2 separate regions of the Hordeum vulgare genome follow, and region 1 is linked to region 2. Evidence: chromatin contacts called from public Hi-C data. All regions are on one chromosome and are shown on one strand. The core of a region is the stretch at or near the end of the contact, and the rest is flanking DNA. Distances in the headings are between cores, read along the strand shown.

Region 1 (2,700 bases), core at 34-2,533, 170 kb after region 2:
TTGGCCTATTTTTTCAATTCCAGGAAAAACTGTACTCTGGTATAATTGGATATACAGATGCTGGATATTTATCTGATCCCCATAATGCTAGATCGCAGACCGGCTTTGTGTTCCTACATGGTGGAACTGCTATATCATGGAAGTCTTCGAAACAGACCCTAGTTGCAACATCTACCAATCATTCTGAAATAATTGCTTTATATGAGGCATCGCGTGAATGCATGTGGCTTCGCAGAATGATAAACCACATACAACAGTCATGTGGAATTGGTTCTATCGAATCACCTACCATTATCTATGAAGATAATGCGGCTTGTGTTGCACAGATGCAAACATGATACATAAAGAGCAATATCACTAAGCATATTGCCCCTAAGTTGTTTTATCCCCATGAACTCCAGAAAAGTGGTGAAATCAACATCTTGCAAGTCAAGTCATGTGATAATCTTGCTGATCTTTTCACAAAGTCTCTACCAGCTTCAACATTCCAGAAATACCTTCATGGAATTGGTATGCGACGGCTCCAAGATTTGCAAGAGTCAGGGGGGGTATCTTCCTGAACTGTTCCTGTTCAAAGCCTCATATTACACTCTTTTTCCCTTTCTGAGTTTACTTTAGAGGTTCTCATCAAGGTTTTTAATGAGGTAATATCAACATAAGATCATATGTCATACTATCTGTTTTCCCCACCGGGGTTTTTAGGAAAGTATATACGACATATTTATTGCCCTCTTATTCTATGGATACATTTCATATAGAGTTGACGGAGGCAATAATCATTATATGCGGTATCATTTTCTTCTTATTTTCCCACAGGGTTTGAAGGAGTTTTAGCTGCATATACTACACCACTCCTTATATTTTTCCCACAGGGTTTTTGGAGGAGACAATTTCAAGATGATGAACACGCTCAAGGACAAGTATAGATTAGGGGGAGTGTTAGAATTTAATTAATTATGTAATTAATTAAGTAATCTCTACTTGTAACCGCACGTGGATCTCTCCCACGATGCGGAACCGACATATCCTTCCTGGAGCGTCGCCTCCAGGAACCGCCTTTCCCCTGACATATAAGTGTTCATCATTAAGGAATAATACAGACAGTTGATTCATTTTACATCTCTCTTGTTTAGATTACAACACGATCGAGCTAATTGAACAGTGATAATGCTTTACGTCCCACGTGGCAATTAAAAAAAAAACTGAGTCGTTATCCAATAGCATCCTCCCGATCTACGGCAGGTGGGGTCCTCCAACTAGCGAGGGGTCCCGCTCAACCCACCGTACGTGCGTGAGATTATCGCCTGCATTATGTGATGTGGTCCGCCCGATCTGCACTGCCGCGTCAACAGCAATCTCGACCGGCGCCAGCAACCGGAGGAGACCACTCCTCTGTTGCGGTTTTCGAGCGGACCGGCTTCGAGGACCCGACCCCGGCTTACTCGTCGCCGGCTGGCTAGCCGCGGGTCACGCCATCGGGGTGTATGGTTCGTGTGGCGTCATGTCCGCCGAGTTTGTCATGCACGCATGATTGATCGCCAGGCCACGCACGCAGGCGTCGTGCATGCTCGCCGGAGCGTTCGTTGCCCGTCGTCTTCGTTATCACGGAAGCGGGAGGAGCTCTGGGTCTGCTAGTCTCTGCCGAGACGATGACACATGATATGCTTACGGGGGTGGTGTGATGGTTCGTCGGTTTCGTGGTATAGCGCATTATTTTGGCCTGGAATCGTGCGTTTCGCTTATCCTCGACCTGGAGTCTGGAGAGCAGCGGGAGGGATGGACGGACGAGCTGCTTGCTTCTCTGCCGACGGGACGCTTTCCTGGAGAGCTAGCTCTTTTGTCTGCTTAACGTGTTGGCGTGTGTACGTTTCCCTTAACATAAAAAGTGATCATGTCTTGCTGCATCAACATACGTTTAGGGATGAGGTTATTTAGCCCGGCCGCTTGCGTCCCGCATCCTGCACTTGCTGGTTCCTCACTCCATGATGCTAATTTTTCCTCCACAAGACTGTCTCTCATGCAGTAACGTTAGCCTTTCCAACTACTCCCCCCGTTCCTAAATATAAGTCTTTTAAGATATTCGATTTGAATAGGAGTCTACATACAAAGCAAAATAAGTAAATCTATACTTTAAAATATATCTATATACATCCGTATGTAGTCTACTAGTAGAATTTCTAAAAAGACTTATATTTAGGAATGGAGGGAGTACTCGATTGTGATGCCACCGCTTTCTAATAAGGAAAAAGAATCAGAAAAGATTGTTGGCTTTTCGTCACAGCATCGATCACATCAAAATATCATAAACACATGCGATAAACATTTTTATCAAGGATCCTTGTTGTGTCTTTATTTTCCTCTTTATTGGTTTTCTCTTTTTCTCTTCATACAAACTTAAAACACTATGCATGTGTATATATGTACACAGCCATAGAAGCAAACACAACTAGAAACGACTCCGACACACTCTTTCTGTTCTAATCAAACTTATCAAAACTAATTAACCGGTAAGTTGTTTAATAAAAACTTGCTAACTAAAACTTTAATATGTTTGGATTATCTACCAATCACTTTGTAATTGAAACATCCAACTCTTTACACGAGAAACATACGCACGATCATCTCTTCATCTCGTTATGACGGTGACCTCGAGTGACGCAACTTACTGGACCACACCTCTCCATTTTTTTAATGATGAAC
Region 2 (2,700 bases), core at 11-2,510:
GACACCTCTTCTTCACACCTCTTCCAGATATATATACTTGATAATCAATAGAAATCAGGATTAATGGTCCATTCACTTTCATTCAATCTTGTTTTACTTTGACAGTAACCATCAAGAATGAGCTAAGCACATTGCAACATATAAGCAACACACATCAGAAATTAAACCAAAAAATCCTCCAAATTTTCGAATTTCAGGGATCACATCGACCATTCGTTGCTATTGCACACACATGGGAATAATTTACATTTTACAATGGCAGGCCACCGTGGCGCGTCGGGCAGCCTAAGATCCAGGCGCAAATTTGGTGGCGAAAACCCATGCATTATTGGCGACAGGGTCGTCGAGGTGGTCGAACAGGTTCTCCAATGGGCCCTTGCCGGTGACGATAGCTTGCACGAAGAACCCGAACATAGAGAACATGGCAAGACGGCCATTCTTGATCTCCTTCACCTTAAGCTCCGCGAAGGTAACAGGGTCGTCGGCAAGGCCGAGCGGGTCGAAGTACTGGCCGCCGGGGTAGAGGTCGTTGCCCTCGCCGACACCATCGAGACCGTTGATGCGGAACCCTTCAACAAGACCCATGAGAAGGACCTGGAAGCCAAGCACGGCAAGGATGCTCTGCGCGTGGACAAGGTTGGGGTTCCCAAGGTAATCGAGACCACCCTCAGAGAAGATCTGCGAGCCGGCCTTGAACCAGACGGGCTCCTTGAACTCGACGCCCACCCACTTCTGGAGCACCTCGGGGAAGACGCACCCAAGAGCGCCGAGCATCGCCCACCGGCCGTGGATCACCTCTAGCGCCCTGTTCCTAGCGAACGCCTCCGGGTCGGCAGAAAGCCCGGCGGTGTCCCAGCCGTAGTCGCCGGGGAACTCGCCGTTAAGGTACGACGGCGTCTGCGCGGAGAAGGGGCCCAGGTACTTGACGCGGTCCGGGCCGTACCACAAGTCGTTGCCCTGCGAGCGCGCGCGCACACCAGACAATCGTTAGCTCTTAGCACGCACAGATGCTAGTAGAATTGCAGACAAGTTCCGTGGTGGTCAGTTCATGGCACGTACCATGGTGATTCTGCCGTTGGTCGCGGCGGCGATGTCGCGCAGGGGGCTGGCGCTGGCGGCGCGGCCCTGGCCGCTGAGGAACGGCGTCTTGGCGACAACGGCGCGGGAGGCGGCGGCCATGATCGTGGATGCCATGTCTGCTGCTCCGGGGTCCGTACGGTGGCCTAGCCGGCTGTTGCTGCTGGGTGCTTCTCAGTGAGTGGTGGGAATTCGAGAGGGGAGACGTGTAAGTATTTGTAGCACAAGTTTTTGTGAAGACGTGGGTGATGGAGGATTTCTGGATTTGGTTTGGGCCAATCAGGGAGCAGCATTGGATCGGTGGAGGCGTGGTGTTGCCACCTCGGATCGTCGGATGGGTTCCTATCCCGTGAGTTATCCATCTCTGCCGCCACGGCGTTTTCTCGGAGAGTCTACAGGGCAGAGCGTGAAAAGGACGTGGCTTCCCTGAAGCTTGGCTTAGCTCTGCTTTTTCTTCTCTTCTACGGAGTAGTAAGTATGTTTCTATTTTTCTGCTTTTGTTTATATTTACTTTCTTCTATTTTCTTTTCCATTTTTTTCGTGTAATATACAAAGTTCGTTATGTGTTTGTACACAAAAATGTTCATTGTGTATTCAAGGAAATGTACACCATTTATTAAGAAAATATTCAACAGATTTTGAAAAAAATGTTCATTGTGTATTTCAAAATTGTTCAACATATATCGTAAAGAATGTGTATTTAAATATTTTCCAGCATAGATCATAAAAATGTTCATTGTGTACTTTAAAATTATTCAGCGTATATCACAAAAATGTTCAATTTGTATTGAGTATATAAAAAAAATGTTCAATGTGTATTTAAATATTGTTCAGCATATATCATAAACATGTTTAGTGTGTATATCAATAAATATTTAGTGTATATACAAAAATTGTTCAATATATATTTAAAAATTGTTTATGTTTAAAATATCAAAATTTGTTCACTAATCGAAACATTATTTGTATTTTAGGAAAAAAATATTCACAATTTTTCAAGCAAATGCTTGAAAATTTCCAAACAATAAATCTGTTGCTCCATTTAGTACTTAAACTTTCACTCTCCCTAAAAGTCTCTTACACTCAGCAACTCAAGTGTCAAGGAACACCAGGTCATTAGTGTGTCGTTGTGAGCTCGATTCCTGGTAGGCCTTTTGGTTTGTGTGTGTGGGGGGGGGGGGGGGGGGGAGGGGGGGGGGGCTTTTGCTCTCTTTATAGCGCCATTGAATGGGTCGGCCCTTAGGAACGTCGCTGCATGAAAGCTCATGGACATTATATGTTATCTATAGATCTCTCAGAGTGAACATGATGGGTTTCGGGCAGCAGCGCACAGTGGACTGGACCACCAAACAGGCTAGGTGACATTTTTGCCTTGAATTTGCGTTTTCTTCCATGCTACGCAAAATTGTGTCTATCATAGCTGTGACATCTCCGGATTATGCTACAGTAATCCCACGTAATTAAGCTACTATAACAAGGGGATTAAGCTAATAATTTTGCTAATCCAAGAATGATCATTGTTTGAATCAAACTCCAATTCAGTTTCCTTACAATTCAAGTTATTTCAAATGGATTTAAAAGATTTGCAAACTTCAAATTAAAATCTTGAACGAGTTGCAAATA

The links. Hi-C and Micro-C count contacts between places; a contact is called where the count stands out from the background.
Region 1: a Hi-C map of leaf shows a contact between it and region 2, with 4 times the contacts expected there. The contact joins the enhancer-like site here to the promoter of LOC123425700 in region 2. A contact is called at or near these places in 2 of 6 Hi-C or Micro-C datasets (leaf and seedling).

The regions. Positions count from the first base shown.
Region 1 is chr2H:167,576,023-167,578,722 of MorexV3_pseudomolecules_assembly, forward strand. No RefSeq gene overlaps it. Among protein-coding and RNA genes, the nearest start is that of LOC123429856, 42 kb to the left of the region's middle. Within about 2 kb of position 1,284, at least 3 of the 3 cell types and tissues checked have open chromatin away from gene starts, as enhancers often do. A contact at or near this core is called in leaf and seedling, where this site is marked.
Region 2 is chr2H:167,407,370-167,410,069 of MorexV3_pseudomolecules_assembly, forward strand. It overlaps LOC123425700 (chlorophyll a-b binding protein of LHCII type III, chloroplastic), which reads right to left and starts at 1,261. Exons shown (of 2, transcript XM_045109412.1): 1 at 1,060-1,261; 2 at 162-957. The coding sequence starts at 1,194. The coding sequence ends at 286.